Linked DNA regions of Danio rerio: region 1 is linked to region 2. A link is a contact called in public Hi-C data. All regions are on one chromosome and are shown on one strand. The core of a region is the stretch at or near the end of the contact, and the rest is flanking DNA. Distances in the headings are between cores, read along the strand shown. Region 1 overlaps ep400 (E1A binding protein p400). Region 2 overlaps ncor2 (nuclear receptor corepressor 2).

Region 1 (4,499 bases), core at 160-2,659, 200 kb before region 2:
CCCTGACTCAGGCAGCACCCGCTGCTGGTTCGGTACAGGCCCAAGCCCAGGTTCAGGTCATCCCCGCAGGCACCGCACAGGTGGTGCAGCAGAAGCTTCTCCAGCAGCAGGTCGTTACAGCAGCAGCTTCTCCTCAAATCCAGACCCCACCACCACACAGTCCTGCCCAGCAGCAGAGCACAGCGGCGCCCCCTGCCTCTGAGACTCCAGCGCAGCAGACCACCGCCACACCGCAGCCCCCGCAGGCCAAAGGAAACACCCGCACCGGGGCTGCCATGCGCTCCAAAACACCCGCCAAACCCAGCGGTGGCAGCTAGACAGTCGGAGGAGAAAGTAGCTGGCCACACCACAGGGCTTTGTTTTTCTTTTACCCCATTTGTTTTGGGAAAACTGACCCTTTGTAATACAGGAACTCACCTTTGCCTGTAAGTATGGAGCTCTTTACAATTTGAAGAAACGTTAATAAGCTAACCACGTTTCATGCTAATCAACCATCCTTCTGCCAACGGCCTCCACTCTGTGGCCAATGTTTTTCTTTTTTGTTTTTTAATGGCTTAATAATTGAATCTCCTTTCTCAGGAGTCAAACATGACTTTACGACTCGTTTTTTTTAATACTGAACTCTTTAACAGAGCCATCAAACGCTCGCTGTTCATTTCAGACTATGCTACATGCTCTGTTTATACAGTGTTATCACATGTCATCACATACTTAAAGTCATGGATCGAGTGCGGTTGGATCGACTTCACTTCATTTGGCGCGCCGGGAACTCTTTTGGCAGATCATCTCAACATTTTTCATAATGTTCAATCAGTCCAGTTGTATGTGCGTCTCCCCGATGTTTTCTTTTTAATAGGTGTGGTGGTGTTGTCCCTTTGCTGTTTGTGTCGGTCAATGTTTTTGAAGCATTTAATAATCATTATCAAGATTAGCAAGAGTCTGTGAGCCCAACAGACATGGCAAAGTGCCATTAGTTTGATATAGGAGAGCCATTCAATTGCACCCTCCCCATAGAAGAATTGATTATATTAGCTTGTATCATGAAAACTCCCCTAAAAACAACACATTTTTGTTACTTATTGACACAAGTTCAGCTGCATGAATGGATACCACCTGAAAATTGTCTGTGGATGTGTACGTGTGTGTGAAATGTGTGTGTACAACACTTCAAAATGTGAATCAACAAGGAATTGATGGAAAGCTCATCCTGCACTGTAGCCGTTTCCTGCTCGCGGCGGGCAGCTGTGGAAAGTATCGCCCTCCCAAACTCTGATTTGGAAGAAAAGTCATTTCTGAAAACACATCTGTGAAATATTTCCGTTTTTCTTACGCATAGTTATGAACAATGTCACCATTAGTCAGTTGAGTCAGACCTCAGCTTGGCTCTTAGTGTGTTTACGTTGGCCTGCTATCAGTAATGAACGGACTTAAATCAAGACTTTCCCTCTATGTATCTGAATCATACAATGTCGGGGCTTTTGCTCATGAATATGTCTTTTTTTATTGATGTCGGGTCAGGAACACATGTAAATAACTCTGGATGGGGCGGAGGGGACAGAGGCATTTGTATTTGTAAAGTAGTTGTGTATTCATTTTTTTTTCCCAGCCTACTTGTATAAAGTGTTATGTTTTTACACACGTCTGGATTAGGCCGTGTCTTTATTTGTCCGGAAATGTATTTGGTACCTAAATTCAGTGAGCTTCCTTCGGGTTTCAGATGACATTAATTCAGCCTTTCTGCCTGGAGTCCATAGATATGCATTCCTGGACGTCTGCGTGTGGACTTGCTGACTGCAGTATGTGTGTGTGTGTATGTGTCAGCACACTGGTCGACAGGGATTTCAGCAAGATAATGCATTGCACCTCGCTTGCTCAATAAACACTAAAACATTTCATTCCAGCACAAATGGTTCTGCGGAATCTCAATAGCCACTTTAGGTATGCCAGCTTGAATGCTTTTAATGCAAATATCCAATGGATATCGACCATAGACGCAACTCAATTTAGCCATGTGCTCGAGACAGTCTGCTGAAGTTCAAACTGAGCATCAGAATAGTGACGAAGGTCATTTAAGTGCTGATCTACTGACATTTGTATGCATAAAATAAACTCTATAGGTTATAGGTAGGCCCACTGAATCTACGTGTGCAGAAAGTTGCAGATTTTTAGACCATCATTGAGTCTGTTCATTTACTACAGTAAATGTGTGTAAATTTATACTCAAGTTTTTACATTTATTTCAGTTATATTATTGACTAATATAAAAAAAGTTCATATCATTTATTTATAATGCAGTTTGTGCAGTAATATTTTCTGTCTTTAAGTAGAGATATTATATGAGAGACTTGCTTTGTTTACCAAATACGTTGGTCTTATTGGATTCGCAGTGTAAACATTAAATAAATGTTAAAAACGTATTATTTTATGGTGGTTTGAGAAAGCCAACATCCTGTTATACTGCATCAACTTCTTTTTCTTCCGTCTTCTTCTTCTTGTACTATTTTAAGAACACATCTCCTAGACAGTTCATACTACAACCACCAAACTAACTCCAAACCACCAAACTATATTGAATTTAAGTTGCTATATCTTTTCCAACTGATCCGACTTAACGGTTTTCCCAACACTGACCCGGAAATTTCTGAAAAGTCCCATTGACTTAACATTGGACCAAACCAGACTGTCATACAGCTTATTTTTTCTCTACCAATTTGCCACGCACTGATGACCTTTTAACTTACTGTTCACACCCTAGCAACCATTTATGGAGCCACAGCAACTGCCCAATAGACTTCCATTGTAAAAAAAAAACGGCCATTGACTTTACATTGGGCATGCTAACGACATACCAATTAATACTAACAACACACTAATCATACTAGCAACATACGGCATACTATACTATAAACATGCTAGCAACATGCTAATTCATGCTATACACATACTAGCAACATGCTAATTCATACTATGCACATACCAGCAACATGCTAATTCATGCCAACAACATGCTAGCTTAAGCAAGAAACATGCTAACATGCAAATTCATACTAGAACCATGCTAATAGCATGCTCATTTAAGTTAGCAACTGCCTAGCAACGCCTTAGCAACCGCCTAGTCACACCTTAGTAACCACCTAGCAACCCCTTAGCAACTGCCTAACAACCACTGAGAACACCTTAGCAACCACCTATCAACACCATGGAAATGACAGAGAACACCTTAGCAACCACCTAGCAACGCCTTAGAAATGGCCTAGCAACCACTCTGAACCCCCTAGAAAACACCTAGCAACTGCCTAGCAGCACCTTCAACCACCTAGCAACGCCTTAGCAACCACTCAGAACACCGTAGCAACCACTTAGCGACAACCTAGAACATCTTAGCAATCACCTTGCAACACCTAAGCAACCACTCAAAACACCTTAAAACCGCCTAGCAACATCTTAGAAACCACCTGAACACCCTAGCAACCACTCAGAACCCCCTATCAACTGCCTAACAAGAAACATGGCAATCCATACTAGAAACATGCTAACCTTTATAGTTATAACCGTTTCAAACTTCTTAAACTACTTCAATGATCTAATTTTTAAATCTTCAAACTTTCAGACGAGGCTTTCTCAAGCCACAATAAAGTTTGTCTACGAACTTTGCTTTTCTAGTTTTATTTAATGTATTACGTTTTTAGTTATGATACTCTTAAAATTATTTCACATAAATCCAGTTTTTTAACAAAATTTTGTAAAACAAAAACAAACCGTCTGCAGATTTTGTCCCTAGTCATAGGAATGGCCAAATGAATAGTAATTATGCAGTTAGTTGCAGCTCTGTGGATGAGGATGGTGGACAGAATTGCTTCTAGAAAGACAACAGTACATCAAATAATTACAGACTGCAAAGTTTGCAGAACAGCCTCTGTACAGAAAACATGTCCAACCTTGAAGCAGGTGAGCTAAATAAGCAGAACGCAGCCACTCCTGTCAGATAAAGTTATTCGTTTTTGGCTCAATAGAAAAAAGAAACTCGTGAAGGTCGGAAAACACTTGAGGGTGAGTACATGTTAAATACATTTTCATTTTTGTCTGTGAACTTTTTTTTTTAAATAACTGCAAACTGATATATACAGTGCTCAGCATATTTGAGTACACCCCAATTTGAAAATGAATATCCATTTCTCAGCGAATACAGGCGATGTATTTAAACAAAACAGATTAAACAGATGTATTTATTAAAATAATATTTAAGTCACCAAACATATTAAGAAATTGAAAGATAATCTTGATTGAAAGATAATACAGTTAAATTCCATCTAAATATTGAAACAAAAAAATTACAACCTACAAAGTTTCAACTAATTTAAAAAATGTAATTTTTATTTAATTTAATTTTTTGCTTCTCTTGATTTTTCTCTTTTTAAAATTTGTATTAAATATTGTTTACATTAGAGTACTTGTTCTTCGATCTTTATCGTAAGTTGTTTTGTTAATTAATCTTTAGA
Region 2 (4,088 bases), core at 1,101-3,600:
TTGCATGCGATTATTTGCTATGTTTTTTGAATGCATCTTGGCCTGCATTTTATCACAGTTTCTTTTTAACGTACTCTTGGGAAAGCATCATGCATCTCCTTCATAATTTGATATGCCTTTTACTGTTATCCGACCTCAAGTGTATCCAGGTCTCTGTGCTGTTTTCCTCAGTCAGGTGGTTCGGGCTCCCATCCTGCTGTGATCTTTTAATCACACCCTCCATCTCTTAATCCATTAAGGCCTCTCGTGCTGCGATACTGCCAAACAGCACTCACACCTTCCTGCTCTCTTCCAGGAAGTGCTCGATGCTCTCTGCAATCTATGGGACGGAATAGAGAAGCCAGCTCGCTGAAGTGAAAGTATCATGCCGATTCACTGTGGGAGAGGAAATTGTCTTATTAAAGTTGGCATGTTCTGTTGTAGTAGCTGTTTGCTGCTTTCCTTTCAAGAGTCACAGTTGTATTGCAGTGTGTTCTTGGACACACAAATCATTTGATTCTTTTGGTTATGAAGCTTTCAGCGCACACATAAATACAAGAAGACACGTAATAATAATAAGGCTAATGGATAAAAATAACAAAACATGTACATAAACAGAATTAGAGCAGTAAAATGGTAGATTAAAAGAGCGCTTATTGTGTTATGTAATAAAATAAAACAGTGTGACCAATTAATGATATTAGATTCTCTTATGGGGAAAATAATAAGCTGTTTTGCCTACAGTATTTCTATATGTAAATAACCGGTGTTATGACTGGTTAAAATTTGTACTGGAATAATCAATATAGTGGCTAATCTTTAAAAATGGTAGGAAGCTTGTCCTGAGAGCACTCTAGTACAGTGTTTCTCAGCCACGGTCCCGGAGGACCACCAACACTGCATGTTTTGGATGTCACCTTACAACCCTTACAGGTCTTTAAGTCTCTGCTAATGAGCTGATGATCTGAATCAAGTGTGTTTGGTTAAGGAGACACAGGCTGTTTCTCAATATGTGTTCTTCAGCGATCCTTGCGTGACATCATCATCAACCGCTAAAGTTCCCAAATGTGTTAATGATATCAAGGATGTTCAGTTTAGCATGGTTGATCAGTGCTGATGACAGTTCCAGATACCGTTCTTCCAATAGTGATTGTAACCAGTGCTTAACAGCTAACCAAAATTTACGAACCTTTGCATTTAAGGTAAATTCAGAGTTACCATTCAATAATAGCAGTACAGGAGCTTTGGGAAAACTAGTTTTTGCAACTTTGAATAAAATGTCCTGCACTAAATCTCAAAGTTTTTGCACCGCCGGACATTCCCACATCATATGCAAAAAGGTATCTGGACACTGTAGTTCACAGAACTCACAATAAGGATGTGAAGATAAAACCATGATATGTAGTATTCATGTAGCTAAATACACCCTGTGAATAGTTTTAAAGTGAGTGAACTGGTGAATGGGGTTTGTGGAAGTGTGGAATGTATTTCACAGAGTTTTCCAATATGAAATAAGTTTATATTATGTTCAAATATTAGTAATTGTAAAGTAAAATTGCCCTTAATCAATTAGAATTTAATCTTTTAAATGGAATAATTTAAGGATGTTTACAATTATTAATTGAATTATTAAGCAAATTAAATGATGCACTCAGTTAAATTAATATGATTTAATCCATTTTGTCAAATTTCCATAATAATTATTCTTTTTATTATTTACTCTGAAATTAATTGTTAGTAGTAATATTTTTATTTCATCATTCTAATTTAGATTAATTTAAGTTATTGAACTTTAATAAATAATAATTAATACATTTAAAGTACATATGAAATAGCACATTGCACACACTATATTTGCAGACAAATGGAAGAAGCTGGAGCGGCTAGTAGAATGTGCTCCATTAATCCAATCTCAAATAATGAAATAAAATCACCTTGTAATTTTTCGAGAGTGCATTAGTACCTGTATGTGACCATTCAAGTTCTCCCCCTTTGTTTGCAGTAGAGAATGGACATGTAGTTTTTATGGCTTTACATGTTTCTGAGAAAGACACACAAGTCACACATACCTGGCAGCAATCTGCTGATTCTGTCTCTAAAATCCTTATTAGATCTTTTTTTTGCTCTTGCTTTTTTTCCATCTCTCTCCAAATTTGAGCAGGACAGCACAGAATGTAATAGATTCAGCTTTCTTTATTGCATCTAATTGGATTACCTCCCCAGCCATCTCTCTCTCTCACACACACACACACACACACACATGCACACACACACAAAGAGAGAAGGGAGAGAGAGAGGTAGATGGCACAGGGCAGCGAGTGTCTTCTGTTGAGAGCTCTATTAATAGTACATCCCTTATACACTGGCTTGTTTATGTGTGTGCGCTGGAGAGAGTGTGAGGTGTGTTGCTGTGGTGATGTGCTGCTGACATGTGCGCTGTGTATGTGTTTTGAACAGAAAAAGGCAGAGGAAGCTCACCGGATCCTGGAGGGACTCGGACCCCGAGTAGAGCTGGTGAGTCCACATTTGTCTCCTTATTTCTGCTGCTTTCACACATCAACTGTCTTCCTTTGGCTTCAGTGTTTTCTATTAGAAAGAGCTTATGGCATTAGCTGGTGCTGATTGAGTAAATATGAATTGTATGACAGTTTTTAGTATTCACACAATGTCATTTGAATCAGCGCTTATATCAGTTTGTCTTCATTTTATGCCATCATAACATTATCTAAAATCATTGAGCTGATTTCTAAATGATTTGCATTACATTAAGTTTAATGTGATATTAAAAAGTCACTTGATGTGTATGAATAGCTACAGTAACATGACCTCCACAGTGTGAAATAGGAGCTCCTTCAGCCTGTAAGTCTGTGTGTGACTACATGCACTGCTGCCTGTTTGTTTACAACATGGCTGTTGACCTCCTGCAGATGAGTTTGCAACAGCGCTCAGCATCCATTAGCTTAGCTCAAGCAATTAGTCAACATTTTCAAATGACAATGTCCACAATAGAAATTTGTTGACAAATGTTATTGAATAGTCATTTGATCACATGCAAGGGCAAGCAATATCACATTTGACCACTACAGCACTGTGGCGCTAGTGTAATTCAGCCTTCCTTAATGCTAATGAAGAAACAAACAGCACTAGTTATGATGACTGAGTGCAAGCGTTTCTGATTTAGTATCTGTGGGAAAGTTTTACAAAACCTAAAACTGAGGATGCCGTAGTTTGCAATGTATCCAAGGTGGAACTTGCTTTTCATGGTGCACAATCAGCATTTGGCTTGGGCGGTAATATGGTATACCGTGGGATCTAAAAATAGCAAGGGTATCAGTTTAAAAACCGTTATACTGTCATATATAGGAAACAAGGTTTATATATTGAATATAATTCTACTTTTCAAGCTGTTTGGACAGACATATGTGTAGGTATAGTGTGTAGACTGTCATATTGGGGTGATATAAACACACCCAGTCCTTTTTTATTTTATTCAATTTAACAACATAAATTCAATGGACCATTTGGAGGGGCTTTGAGATCAACCACAACTTGATGTAGGAGCGCTGTCCCCCCGCCCACCAATATTGATTGACAGGCGCGCATCACCAAATCCTGCTTGTTGTTTCACATTTGCAATTTTCAGTGTGTGATTCAAAGCGATGTCACCAAAGAAACACTCTTGCTCTGTATTTAGATGCAAAGCTCATTGGGCTCAACACAAGATCAACATTCACCACATAATCGCTCTCATCTGCGCCATTGTTTGTAACTTTAGGTGGGTGTGCAAATGTGTACTTTTCATCGCGTCTTCCTTAAACTTCAGCCGTTTGCATTTCCCGCGGTCACAGAAGCTCCCTGTCATCTTAACGCGTTGCCTTATGTGCGCGTCCCTCAAGTGGAAATAACAAACTTGCCTTAAGCAGGTCGCTCACCTGAAGCACTACTCGGGTACAAACACCGGCACCGTAAGTCGGCGGCTGTCCGCGGTGCCCAGCCACAACTCGGGATACTGTTCATATTTCTGCCGTGCCACAGAACGGCATCTGAAAAGTTTCATTTTAAAAAAACATGCGAATATGCACGTCTGGTAGGCTGTGTCACGGCATCCA

What was found. A called contact is a pair of places that touch in the nucleus more often than the background predicts.
Region 1: a Hi-C map of hematopoietic stem cells shows a contact between it and region 2, with 4 times the contacts expected there. The contact joins two enhancer-like sites. A contact is called at or near these places in 7 of 18 Hi-C or Micro-C datasets (caudal fin, embryo, hematopoietic stem cells and 2 more) and 1 of 4 datasets of contacts at active chromatin or transcription factors (caudal fin).

What each region holds. Positions count from the first base shown.
Region 1 is chr8:52,088,926-52,093,424 of GRCz12tu, reverse strand. ep400 (E1A binding protein p400) reads left to right here. Exons shown (of 51, transcript XM_073911058.1): 51 at 1-1,638. The coding sequence ends at 317. Among named protein-coding and RNA genes, the nearest start is that of ep400, 61 kb to the left of the region's middle. Within about 2 kb of position 1,409, at least 7 of the 62 cell types and tissues checked have an H3K27ac peak or open chromatin away from gene starts, as enhancers often do.
Region 2 is chr8:51,894,098-51,898,185 of GRCz12tu, reverse strand. It overlaps ncor2 (nuclear receptor corepressor 2), which reads left to right. Exons shown (of 45, transcript NM_001007032.1): 7 at 2,437-2,493. Among named protein-coding and RNA genes, the nearest start is that of ncor2, 100 kb to the left of the region's middle. Within about 2 kb of position 2,350, at least 13 of the 62 cell types and tissues checked have an H3K27ac peak or open chromatin away from gene starts, as enhancers often do.